3 separate regions of the Macaca mulatta genome follow, and all the other regions are linked to region 3. Evidence: chromatin contacts called from public Hi-C data. All regions are on one chromosome and are shown on one strand. Each heading gives the region's core, a stretch centred on a gene start, on an enhancer-like site or on the middle of the called end of the contact. The rest is flanking DNA. Distances are from core to core; before and after follow the strand shown. Region 1 holds the start of NAT10 (N-acetyltransferase 10). Region 2 holds the start of LMO2 (LIM domain only 2). Region 3 holds the start of ABTB2 (ankyrin repeat and BTB domain containing 2).

Region 1 (4,594 bases), core at 725-3,224, 260 kb after region 3:
GGGTGGATCACCTGAAGTCAGGAATTCGAGACCAACCTGGCCAACATGGCGAAACCCCATCTCTACCAAAAACACAAAACTTAGCAGGGAGTGGTGGTGGAGCTGTAGGAGAGGCTGAGGCAAGAGAATCACTTGAAACCGGGAGGCGGAAGTTGCAGTGAGCCGAGATCGTGTGCCATTGCACTCCAACCTAGGCGACAGAGCGAGACTCCGTCTCAAAAAAAAAAAAAAAAAAAAAAAATAGTTCCTTGATTACCTACAGTAAAATATTGCATCATCACAATAAAAACGTCAGAAATATCACTCTAAAAGTAACATGCTACTTCGATGTAAAAGTGACATGCTACTTAGAAATTCCGGTACCTACTGCATTACAAACATCAAGTTCATTTACTGAAGCTTACCACACTTTTTTTTTTTTTTTTTTTTTCTTTTGAGACGGAGTCTCGCTCTGTCGCCCAGGCTGGAGTGCAGTGGCCGCATCTCAGCTCACTGCAAGCTCCGCCTCCCGGGTCTACGCCATTCTCCTGCCTCAGCCTCCCGAGTAGCTGGGACTACAGGCGCCCGCCACCTCACCCGGCTAGTTTTTTGTATTTTTTAGTAGAGACGGGGTTTCACTGTATTAGCCAGGCTGGTCTCGATCTCCTGACCTTGTGATCCGCCCGTCTCGGCCTCCCAAAGTGCTGGGATTACAGGCTTGAGCCACCGCGCCCGGCCTAGCTTACCACACTTTAACTGTCCCTTCTAACCTTCCAATCCAAACACAGATTTTAGCATATGTCTTATTATAAAACACTAAATCACTGTCAAGGACCCCAATTTATAAGTAAAGGAGAAAGTATAAAGAATTCAAATACCCCAAGGCAGAAAAACGAGAGACAGAATTCACACTCAAGTCTTCCCGACTCCAAAACCTGAGCTCTTCCCAGTTCACCAATCTTCTCAACTTGTAAACCCTGTGTTGCCGGCCACATAAAGATCCCGCAAAAATCAATCAACAACTAATTAATGGGGGCTGCCTTTTGCTCTAACTACTGTGGGAGCCCCAGAAGTAGTACCACAAGGCCCTTGACTTCAAGCTTGCATTCTTCGTGAAGAAGGTATTTAAAAGAATGAGATGAGGAACAAGAACCAGGTAAAATTAGATGTAAAAAAAACAGCTATAGTGCGGGGTCAGATGAAGGAAGCGCTGAGATTACTATAGGCTGAAGCTGTCATGGAAGGCCTGGATGGGGAAGGCCTTGAAGGAGATGATTATTTTTCACTCACTCATTCATTTATCTATCTACACATAACATCTAGGTGGCAGGCACCACTTTAGGTGCACTGGCAAACAAAACCAAATCCTGAATGTGATTGCTGAATAAAAAGTATAAAGGAATGTGCACAGTGAAGGATTTAAGAACGTGGAAGGATCTGGAATCAGATTACCTAAGTTTAAAGCTTAGAGCTGCCGCCGGGCACTGCGGGCAAGCTCCACGGAAAGCAAGTGTTGTCACCCACCCATTCAACCCGACTCCCCAGTTACAGGCACTTAGCGGGTGAGTATCAAGCCACGCAATCCCCGAGGATGCTCGAGAAGCACGCGCCCAGAGCGGCTGCGTATTGGAGAGGTGATTCTGTTATCTAGGAGCGCCCCAAAAGAGGGGTGGAGGACAGTCGGCGTAGGCCAGGTATCCGTCCGGATGCAGAGCCTTCATCCTGAGGCCGGTCCCCTCTCGGGACAGGAAGAACACAGACACCGATCTTGGCATCCATACGCGGCCATCCCGCGTTGGGTACCTGCGTCCCGAGCCCGGCGGATCCCAGCCAGTGGAGAAGCAGAAGCACGTGGGAGCACGGAACAACTCCGAAAGAGAAGGCACAACTAACTGCCCCTAGCGGATGCCTGGTGACCGGGTCTCGGACTTGGCCTGGCTCCGCGGCACGCGCCGCTCTCAGGCACTGGTACACTGCACGTGCGCAAGCGCATTACAGTCGCAGCGATGGCGAGCGAGAAGGGACCTTCCTCAAGGCTGTCGCTGAGTAATGACGTAAGCCACCGGAGGCGGAGCTGGGGTCTAGATGTCCACTGCGGTTGCGCATTTTAGTCTCACAGCTCGCGGTAGCTGGGGTATTGGGTGCGGTTTGCCTCTTCACGCTCATCATATCCGAACTAAGGTACCTTGGCTGAGAAGGGCAAAATAGATGTCCGCACCCCCAGGGCCTGCCCACTAGGTCCAGGGTTTTCAGCGTCAGCCTGGGTACGCGAGACGCGACGGATCCAGCTATCTGTGCTCAATTTAACCGATCCCCGTAAGTTGAGGAAACTCGGCCGACAGACCTATTTTATTGGTCTCGCTTGTCCCTCCACCCCCACAGTACTGATCTTACAGATGGGAATCCTGTAATCTACCCATGACTGCGGCCTCTGTACTTTGCAGGCTCCCATTAGGCCTGCAAAGTCAAATGAAATTACTCCCCCTGGGCTTCCAGTAAACTCCAAGAACATGACTACAAGGACAACCTATACATAGCGTGTTGCATTCTTGACTTTGGGGCAGATCGCTGAACTTCAAAAAGCATTATCAACTGCTTGATGTTTCCTCCTGGATACCGCAGATGTCTGAATGCAAACCCCTTCCCCAGATAAGACACTTCCAATTTTAATGTCATCAGCAGCACCACCCATTTAATCCAACATTCATCATGAAATTTTTTAGTTCATTCAGCAAAATGTCAATATGCCCATGCACTATTCTGCTCACAAGGGATAGTGACCAAAATGTTACTGCCCCTCGTGGTTAATTCTAGGTTGTTTTAAATGCTATTAAGCAAAAGTATCCAGTGAGTGAAGTAACTAAGGGCACTATTTTAGAAGCGAACACGGAAGGCCTCTGACGGGGGACGGGGTGACACTGGATGAAACAAGGACCTAAAATTTATAAAGAATAAGCCCTGACAGTATCTGAGTGAAATGCTCCCCCATGCCAAAGATGTACATACAAAAGCTCCAAGATGGGGAAGAAGTCCTGGCAAAGCAGTCTGTGGCCAAAGCAGTGGGCAAGTGAAGGACCAGATTTAGAATTTAATTCTAGTCATCATGAGAAACCACTGGAGTTTGTGGGGGACAGGGAAATGAGAAAATGTGCTTTGCCCTCTTAAAAGGCTCTTAGCCAAAAAACTAAACCACAGGAAGGCAACGGTAGAAAACGGGAGAACAATTATAAGCTATTGTAGTCACCTGTGCTAGGATGGTAGTCGTGGCAGTGGTTAAAAGTATTAGATAACTGGATATTCAAGTTAAACTACGTGAACTCACTTAAGGATTAGATACAGGGTATAAAAGTAAATTGAAGATGGCACCCAAAACATTTGCTCTGAGCAACTGGTGTTGGGTAATCAAGGAGTTGACTTGGAATACTGAGAGTCTGACATCCAAGGCCTGGAGAAATCAGCAAAGGATACCGAGTCGTGACCAGTGAGATAGGGTATCTACAGAATCCATTCACCACCACCACCCCATCTCCACCTTAAGTTGGAATCCATTATTTCTCACATGGACCACTCCAACAAGCCTCCGTACCATCTCTTGGTCCGTATGTTGTTCTCAGCATTGCATTGAATGTTATTTAAATGGCAACTTTATTAAGTGGGCCACCATCCCCACCCCAAACAACAGGTTTTTTTTTTTTTTTTTTTTTTTTGAGACGAAGTCTCGCTCTGTCACCCAGGATGGAGTGCAGTGGCGCCATCTCTGCTCACTGCAACCTACCAGGTTCAAGCGATTCTTCTGCCTCAGCCTCCCGAATTGCTGGGACTACAGGCGCATGCCACCACGCCCGGCTAGTTTCAGTATTTTTAGTAGAGACGGGATTTCACCATATTGGCCAGGCTGGTCTCAAACTCCTGACCTCATGATCCCCCTGCCTCAGCCTCCCGAAGTGCTGGGATTTCAGGCAAGAGCCACCACACCCGGCCCAACACACAGCTTTAAAACCTTCAATAGTTTGCAACTGTTTTTAAGAGACAAAACATTTTGCAACTGTTCTTAGACAAAACATGAAATGCAACTATTACGCTGTCCACAGTAGTCTTTACCTGTTTCTCTAACCTGTAACTCTGCTAGTCCTTTGTCTTTCCACTTGATCCTGGTACTTTCAGTCACTGGTGATCAGACGTTTAGATATGTTCTTCTCTCTCTTTCTTTTGACTAGTCTACTACCCCTTACCCTTCAAATCTACTCAATTACCCCTTTCAGTTGTCTCCCCTGATCATTTTAACTAGGATATACACTCTCCGTCATGGCTTTAGTATCTACCACATTGCTCCAACATGGCATTTGCTACACTTTGGTGTCACATCAGTGTCTTTGATTAGACAGTTCAATGAAAGCAGAAACCACAGTGATTTTTGTTACCACTAAATGCCTAGTGCTTGGCATGATGCTGGGCAAAGGATACCCTAATTTGCTGAATAAACCCTTAATTCAGTGGCTTAATACAGTGTGTCTGCCTATTAAACACAGTACTTAAAGTTAGTATTTCCAAATGAGCAATACACGAATGCCTTTGCTAGATGATCAGGAACAAACTGCTGATCTTCCACTGCCTA
Region 2 (4,106 bases), core at 1,393-3,892, 500 kb after region 3:
GTGCCACCCTTTTGTGCACTACTCATATAATCCCCGCAATAACTTAGGCAATAGGATCTGTCATCTCCATTTTACAGATGAGGATACTGGGAGTTTATTTTATTTGTTTGTTTGTTTATCTGTTTATTTATTTTGAGACAGAGTCTCGCTGTGTCACCCAGGCTGGAGTGCAGTGGCAGTCTTGGCTCACTGCAACCTTCGCCTCCCGGGGTTCAAGCAATTCTCCTGTCTCAGCCGCCCGAGTAGCTGGGGTTACAGGCATGTCCCACCACACCCGGCTAATTTTTGTATGTTTAGTAGAGATGGGGTTTCGCCATGTTGGGCAGGCCAGTCACGAACTCCTGACCTCAAGTGATCCGCTCACCTTGGCCTCTCAAAGTGCTGGGATTCCAGGTGTGAGTCACTGAGCCTGGCCAGGATACTGGGAGTTTAAATTCCTGCTGTGAGCCCAGGTTCACACAGGTGGTCAAGGGTGGGCTAGAATCCAGGTAGCCTGACTCCAGAGCTACTACCACATACTGCCTCCTCAGATTAAATAATTTTCCTAGGCCATGCTAGCTGATACGTTTCAAGAGTCTAAATCAAACCCAGGCAGTTGGGTTCCAAAATTCCAGCATTTAACCACCACATTGACTGGTTAAAGTAGGTAAACTGTTCATCACAACCTATATGTTTATTTTCATTTCTGTTAGAAATGAAAGTAGTGTGGTAGTGTGGTAGGTTACATATTTATCACATAGTTTCGGCTTGCCTAAAATTCTAAGAATTTTATTTTTTAGATTAAAAACAAGGGTCTATTGGGAAAAAAAAAAAAAAACTTTTTTTTTTTTTTTTTTTTTGAGACAGGGTCTCACTCTGTTCCCCAGACTGGAGGGCAGTGGTGCGATCATGGCTCACTGCAGCCTCAACGTCCTGGGCTCAAGCAATCCTCCCACCTCTGCCTCCTGAGTAGCTAGGATTTCAGGGAAGCACCACCACACCCAGCTAATTATTTTTCTTTTTTCTTTTTTGTAGGAATGGGGGCTCACTGTGTTGCTCAGGCTAGCCTGGGCCTCCCAGAGTGCTGGGATTACAGGCATGAGCCACCAAGCACAGCCGTAAAAAAGTCTTTTTGTATACTGAAGGCTCCACTTGGACAAAAATTTGCTCTTAAGGCTTTCTTTGAGATACACACACACACACACACACACACACACACACACACACAGCTTTTGATTATACCCATGAGGGACCCAAGCCTTGGGACACAGGGACCAGAAAATGACAAAAGCATGTAGGCAGTAGTAAACTATGGTTATACTTGTAACAAGTCATGAAGCTTTGGCTCTGAACAGGGAAAATGAAGCACTCAGGGATTCACTTCTGACTTCAACTACCATCTTTCAGGGTGAGCTCATCCAGGCCCATGTGCCATCTTGAAAATGGGAACAAAAATGTATGCCTATGATCCAGACTGATCATATAAAACTATGGATCCTGAAAGTACGTTCCCTCTTTGCAAGCCTTAGTGACTGGCATCACGCACAAATAGGCCTTTCAGTTTCTGAACGCAGATATTTTCAAGGACCTCTGAGGCCCAGGAGAGACAAACGTTTTCTCCATGGAAGGGCAGACTATTGGCCTCCCCTCTCTTACCCTCTGTGTTCCTACCTCTTTCTAGAAGGAGGCTGAGAGGGGAAGCCTGAAACCCCAAATCAAGTCCGCCTTCTTTCTCTGTGCCTGACCCAGGGCAAAATAATCTCCCTAATACTGTTCTGGATCACTGGAAAAACACTTTCTCTGGTCGGGGTACTACTGGCACTTTACATGGGGGGCAGTTTAACCGCAGGAGTCCGCTCTCTGAAAGGTGCTGAGGGAGGGGATTCTGACACCAGCCGACTGAGAGGAGCCCTGGCCCCACGAAGTCCCTCCCAGCCACCCTCCCTCTGGGATTAGCTGCCCTGACTCTGCTCAGGCGTCCCCAGCCCGTGCAGTCCCGGCTCGCGCACCACCATCGCCTCTGCAGAGCGCGGCCGCAGCCTGGAGCCCGCAGCCGGTAGCCCGCAGAGCCGCGCTGTCCGGGGCATCCCGGTGCTCGGCGTCCGTGGACCTGGGATCTCGAACCTGGGACGGGCTCAAAATCCACTCGGAACACTTGCATTTCTGTAGGTGCTTATTTCACATTCTTGTTTTTTCTTGCTTGCTCGAGCTGTTCGTGGGTTACTTTCTGCCTTAGTTAAACCAAAAGGGAAAGGCTGAAGGGGGGAAGCCCTGAAGAATTATTTAGTGGCTGCCCAGCCTCCTCTCCAAGGAGAGGTGTTAGCTGAGCGGATCTCCCCGTCCCCGACACTGGCCCCTTTAAGAAGCCAAGTCAGTCCTGATGCTGCTGTTTGTATTGCTAATCCCCAGGAGCCCCGTTTAAAAAAAAAAAAAAAAAAAAACAGAAGAAGAAAAAAGGGGAGGTGGGGGAACCGGGCAGCTGTCTCTTTAAATGTGATTTCCTTCTATTGTATTTGAATCGTGATCAGGAAAAAGGAAATGAAACCAGAGACAGAGGGAAGCTGAGCGAAAATAGACCTTCCCGAGAGAGGAGGAAGCCCGGGGAGAGACGCACAGTCCCCTCCCCGCCCCCAGGCCGCCGCCCCCGTTCTGCCCTCCGCGGCGAGCAGCGCCCGCTACCCGGGCCGAAGGTGCGAGGGGCTCGGGGCGGCCGGGCGGGCGTGCACCATCCCCGCGGGCGGCGCGGAGCCGGCGACAGCGCGCGAGAGGGACCGGGCGGCGGAGGCGGCGGGACCGGGATGGAAGGTTAAGTCCTGAGCAGCAGCAGCAGCTGCAGCCGCCCGGGGCCAGGCTGCGCGCCCCGGCCCCCGCCTCGGCCGCGGCGCGCCCGCAGCCCGGTGATTCGCTCTCTCTCTTTGGCATTTGAAGGGAGCGCGGTGACTGTCCTTGAGCGCGGAGGGGCGAGCTCGCCGCCGGAGCGCCGGAGCAAGCGGAGGCGCAGGAGCGGCGGCGGCGGCGCCCGAGCACCCGAGGGGGTCCGAGCCCCGGCAGCCGGCCAGCCCCGCGCCACAAAGGGAGCGCCCCTGCCGCCCGGCACGCCGCCTCCCTCCCCAATGTCCTCGGCCATCGAAAGGAAGAGCCTGGACCCTTCAGAGTAAGTGCGGCGCCCCTGCCCCTGCCACCCCCGGTGTCCACGGCCTCGCGTCCCGGAGCGGCTGGGGGACCCGGGCGGCCCTCGAGGGGACTCCAGGTGCGCGCCTGCGGCGTGCTCTTGGCCCCCTGTGCGGAGCGCTGGGCTCCCTCTTCCTCCCGGGTGACTTCGGGGGCGCTGGGAGAGGGACTGGGCGGTGGGCGGCAGGGAGAGGGGTCGGCTCGGCGCCTCTGCGGGCCACTCCAGGCTATCAGGACGCTGCCTAAAGCCACCGCGGGCCAGAAAGTTTGCACGGGAGCAGGCACAAGGGGAGCCTGGCGGCGTGCAGGTGCAGTCGGGAGAGCGTTCCGTGCTTGACTCGGCTCCCTTCTCACCTCTCCTTCTCGGCCCTTTCTCTTTGTCCATTTGGTCTTGGAAAGGGGAACATTCCAAGTGGAGGCCTCCAGGGTCCCCAGCGGCCGCCTTCCCGGTCCGCAGGTGGAGCCGCTGCCAGCCGCGCGGGTAACGGGCGGGTGAGGGGTCCGACCGTCCACCTCGGAGCTGGCTCTGGGCCTCCGGGGCTTTCTAGAGCAGCGAAATCCGGAGTAAATCTGAGTACGTGTAGCCCTCCTCGGGGTCCACCGATGGGGGCCTGTGAACCTCGAAAGTTAATGCACCATTTTGTGTACAGGTGAATTCTTCTAGGGAGTAGAGTCTCGTAGTTTCTAGCATAGTCTCAAAAGGGTTTGGGGTCAGGGAACCAGAGCTCTAATGAGCATTGACCGCATCTGTTTTCTGAGCCTCGTACTGGTTTGGAATGTTTTTCTATCTCTCACCAATTCTTTAGTGTTAACATGGGTAGCAAGGGGTGTTTAAGATATCATTTTCCTGTCAACGCAAATGCCCTTTTAAGAGTCATTAGCTGTCTGGTTTTGAGAATTTTTATTCCTTTGAAGTCCCCCTCTAATCCTTTGAAGGGATTTGTTACACAAGACCA
Region 3 (4,716 bases), core at 690-3,189:
TCTTTTCCCCCCAGAAATACTCCAGATGATTCCTCAAATAACCTTTCATTCAGTAAGTTCCCCGTTGTAAATTTCCAGTTGGGTAATTTTCTTTATGTTTGATGGGTGCGCACAACGAAGAAAAGGCGGGGCGGGGAAATCTTTCTGAAATTCTTTAAATATATCCATTAGAGGGCGACATTGCCTTTAATATTACATTTACCCAATAAAGTTTTAAATTGCATAAAATTTACTTTTGTATTTTTGACAAGTTGGACCTCATTGCCTACTTTAACTTCTAATCTCACGTCTGTAAAGTGTGACTGTGTTCTCCTTTGTTAATTTGATCTCTGCTGACTTGTGTCTTTGATATTACAGTACTTCCATCTTTGACTCTGTTCCCAATTCTAACCATCGGGCGGCGATGTTGCATAAATAAAGACCCGTGGAAAGGCAAAATTAGGCGAAATTGCCAAATAAAAAGCAGTTTCGCCGGGGGTAAAGGCCATTAATTTCAGAAGGAAAGAGACAAACCAGACATTTCTAGTTCATATCCAACTCACAGCCCAAGGTCAGAACTGTGTAAAATGCAACACAAAGGAGCCATTCAGGAGTCGGGGAGGCTGACTTGAGAAGAGCGAACGCACAATCCCCGCTTTGAGTCTGCGGTTCCCGTGGAGGGGGCACAGGTCCGTTCGCGCACGTGCGTGTGAGTAGCCACAGGGCAGCGGCGGGACGTGCCTGGACCGGGCATGGGAGTGCTGAACTTACAGAGCTCTGGCGGACCGCTTGGGGACACCCGCCCCGCGGTAAGTTGGCACTGGCGCTGCCTGGAGGTCAGCCACTCATTGTACCCCGGCGGAACTGGGTCCCGCGGGGGCATACGGCTCGCCCACCAGCACGCGTTAGGAGGCGAACACCTGCATCCAGCTAGGTGTTCCGAGCGGAACCCAGGGCTAGGGACCGCTCTGCCACCTTCTTCTCATTCTTCCTGTAAGAACACTCTCTACCTCGGACAAAAAGGATCCACCTGACAGCAAGTGGTATCGTCACACAGCGGTAACAGAAAACTCATGGATACTCTCGAGAATCTGACAAAAGTTGGGGCCTCCTCCCCATAGTAGCACTCAGAAAAGGGCAGGTGAAACTACAAATGGGCGGAGGCACTCACAGGCTTTCTGGGGCCCGTCCATTGATCAGATCCCAGGTTAAGAAATTCTGTCCTGATTGGAGCCTAGACAGCCGCGCAAAGAAGCCAGACGGACTTGGGAAGAGAGGCAGGGACGTCCCTCCTCCCTCCAAACACAGCCAGCGTTTCATTTCGGATTGCGGGAGGGGCCTGGCCGAAGGTGGAGGAGAGGTGGAGCGCCTGGCTGGGGCCCTCCCCATTCTCCTGGCCCCCACCCCGGAACGCCTGGCTGAGAAGGGTTCCAAAGCGAGCAGCGAACGCCCAAAGCCTGGGCTGCGGGAAGGTGGCAGCGCTCTGTAGCTTTTCCTTTGCATTTTTCTTTAAATCGTGAGCTCCGGAGCTATGGTTTCGACCGCTGCTTTCCCGTCTCCACCTCCACCTCCCAGTTCGCTGGCTCGCCCTTCCCCCTCCCCCACCCCACCCCCACCCCCCACCCCCCACCCCCCACCCCCCACCCCCCCAACCCACCCCCCACCCCCCCAACCCACCCCCCATCCCCCCAACCCACCCCCCACCCCCACCCCCCCACCCCCCATCCCCACCTCCATCTCCACCCCCATCCCAGCCGCGTGCCCGGCCCTCCGCCTCCAGCCCCGCCTCCGCCGCCGCGGGGTTTCACCCAAGGCAAAGTGAAATCTGCATAGTGACCGCCCCCTCGAAGATCATTGGTGCATCCCCGCCCATCGCGGCCGGTGATTGGTGAGCTGCCCGAGGTTATTTGCATGTCGGACGCAGCCTGGTACCCAGCTGTGCCGCCGGCCGGCGCCGAGCAGAAGTTTGCCGAGCGCTTTCTCGCCGGCTGGTCCCGGACTCGCGCTGCGCCCTGCGCCCTTCGCCGCCGCCCTGTTCTCCCGGGAGTCCTTCTCTGTGGAGGACTGACGCTCCGCTTGTGGGAATTAGAGGTAGACAAGGGGGAGTGCCGAGGGGGAGCGGCGAGGATCTTTCCAGTGACAGCTTCGAGTCGGGACGCCAGGAGCGTGGGGCTCCGGCTGGCCACGGATCTCGCCCGCCTTCCCGCGGCCTCCGGGCTGGCAATGCGGCCGCCGAGCCCCGCGGCACAGAGAGGAAAGAGGGTGGCTCGGAGAGCCTAGAGCTTGTTTCTGCCCACTTGGGGAAGAGCGCATGGAGTTGTGAGCGCCCCTCGCTCGCTCGGCGACGCCGCCCGCGGCAGGCTCCCCATGGCCGGGACGTACAGCTCGACTCTGAAGACGCTGGAGGACTTGACCTTGGACTCCGGGTATGGGGCCGGGGACTCGTGCCGCTCGCTCAGCCTCTCGTCCTCCAAGTCCAACTCGCAGGCGCTCAACTCTTCGGCGCAGCAGCACCGCGGGGCGGCCTGGTGGTGCTACTCCGGCTCCATGAACAGCCGCCACAACAGCTGGGACACGGTGAACACGGTGCTGCCCGAGGACCCCGAAGTGGCCGACCTCTTCTCGCGCTGCCCGCGGCTCCCGGAGCTGGAGGAGTTCCCCTGGACCGAGGGAGACGTGGCCCGGGTGCTCCGCAAAGGTGCGGGCGGTCGGCGGCTGCCCCAGTTCTCCGCCGAGGCGGTGAGGCGCCTGGCCGGGCTGCTCCGTAGGGCTCTGATCCGCGTGGCCCGCGAGGCGCAGCGCCTGAGCGTGCTGCACGCCAAGTGCACCCGCTTTGAGGTGCAGAGCGCCGTGCGCCTGGTGCACAGCTGGGCTCTGGCGGAGAGCTGCGCGCTGGCAGCCGTCAAGGCGCTGTCCCTGTACAGCATGAGCGCCGGAGACGGGCTGCGCCGGGGCAAGTCCGCGCGCTGCGGCCTCACCTTCTCAGTGGGCCGCTTTTTCCGCTGGATGGTGGACACCCGAATCTCCGTACGCATCCATGAGTACGCGGCCATCTCGCTCACCGCCTGTATGGAGAACCTGGTGGAGGAGATCCGAGCCAGGGTGATGGCCAGCCAGAGCCCTGATGGCGGAGGGGCCGGAGGCGGGGAGGTGTCTGCTGAGGCCCTGGAGATGGTCATCAACAACGACGCCGAGCTCTGGGGCGTCTTGCAGCCCTATGAGCATCTCATCTGCGGCAAGAACGCCAATGGTAAGCGCGCGGGCCTCGGACTGGCAGACTGGGTAGGCAAGAAATCCCGCCCTGGGCTACTGGGGGAGTGAATTTCCTGAGACAAAGCTGGTGGCTGTGCCAGTACTTTGGGAGAAAGCGTTGGGTCTGAGGATAGGGTTCATTAAATGTCACTTGTCAGAGATTGTTCTAAGGGTAACTGACTTTTGGAGGGCAAACTCGTGAATGATCTACATCCTGTGCTGCGTGGCATTGTTACTATCTGCGGGCCGTTCATTGATTGGGTGAGATTGAATCTCTTGACCAAGCCATTCCTGAACCTCTCTTGAAGTGAAACTTACTGCCCCGTGGCTCTTTGCCGTGCTTAACTAGATCTCTAGTTGCTGTCTTTTCCCAACAGCTGGGCAGATTGACTGATTCTGCCCCCTAGTTTTCCCCAGCCCAATAGCAGCAGCCAAAGGGTCCCAGCTTAAAGACCTGAGCCTTGGATAAGTGAGATGAGGGGAGGGGAGTGGGAAGCCCGAGATCTGGCGCTGCGCCTTGTGCTTTGCTGGGCTGAAGGATGCTGTCAGGCGCTAGAGGGGTGGTGGCGCGCTCTTAACTATATGTGCCCAGGAATGATGAAACCTGGGGACCCCCGATTCCCCTTCCCGGAAGGGTACAGGTTGTCTCCTGGGACCTGATTTTCCAAGCTGTCACCAACCAAGTGAGCCATTGCTTAAAACCTTGCATTGTATTAAATGTTCTTTCCTGAAAAGAGTGATGGCCCATCAGGGGGAAGAGATCCAGGGATAGGTAACGGCTTGGGGTCAAGTCTGGGAAAGGAACCATTGGGTGGTTGCACTTCTCTGAAGATGGCATGGATTTAGTGCAAAGGATGGAAGCAAAGCACTTGACCTTTTCCCTGACAATGTTAGGGGGTGTGACATTGCATTCAACTCCAAACTACCTACAATACTTCAGTTTCAGGAATCAGCACCATAAACTGTTCAGAATGGTATTATGGTTAAACAGTCTTACAATCTGATTGGAAGGCCACCTGGGGGGCAGCTTTCACTGGCAAATAAGCAGGCAGTGGTAGAGGTCAGGTGGGGACTGGAAAGGGATAAAAGAAGTCAAAACGTGGTTTAACATAATCATAATAGCTGAAATGTAAAATAACACTTAATGTGTCATCATTGTTCTTAGCACTTTAACTCAAGTACTCCTAGCAAGCCTATTAGGTAGGTACTTACTGTTTAGTATTATGCCCATTTTACAGATAAGGAAACCAAGGTTCCCAGAAGTTATATAATCTGCCCAACATTACATAGATGTTAAATGGCAAAACTGGAATTTGAATCCGGTTTGAATACAGGTAGGCCCCTTTAAGGTTTTAGCCGCTGGTGGAGAAGCAGCAGCTTTGTTTTTCTGGGGGTTTGTTGTTGTTGTTGTTGTTGTTGTTGTTTGTTTTTCCTACTGAACTGTAGCTCTCAGATCTTATGCTTTGTTTTTGATTGGTCCAGTTT

What was found. A called contact is a pair of places that touch in the nucleus more often than the background predicts.
Region 1: a contact with region 3 is called in a Hi-C map of liver, with 8 times the contacts expected there. The contact joins the promoter of NAT10 here to the promoter of ABTB2 in region 3. A contact is called at or near these places in 4 of 14 Hi-C or Micro-C datasets (cortical neurons, fetal cortex germinal zone, fetal cortical plate and 1 more).
Region 2: a Hi-C map of fetal cortical plate shows a contact between it and region 3, with 2.8 times the contacts expected there. The contact joins the promoter of LMO2 here to the promoter of ABTB2 in region 3. A contact is called at or near these places in 3 of 14 Hi-C or Micro-C datasets (fetal cortex germinal zone, fetal cortical plate and liver).

Annotation. Positions count from the first base shown.
Region 1 is chr14:31,173,408-31,178,001 of T2T-MMU8v2.0, forward strand. It overlaps NAT10 (N-acetyltransferase 10), which reads right to left and starts at 1,975. Exons shown (of 29, transcript XM_015114550.3): 1 at 858-1,975.
Region 2 is chr14:31,410,538-31,414,643 of T2T-MMU8v2.0, forward strand. LMO2 (LIM domain only 2) reads left to right here and starts at 2,643. Exons shown (of 4, transcript NM_001266207.1): 1 at 2,643-2,784; 2 at 2,908-3,133. The coding sequence starts at 2,778.
Region 3 is chr14:30,912,962-30,917,677 of T2T-MMU8v2.0, forward strand. ABTB2 (ankyrin repeat and BTB domain containing 2) reads left to right here and starts at 1,940. Exons shown (of 17, transcript XM_015114548.3): 1 at 1,940-3,229. The coding sequence starts at 2,347.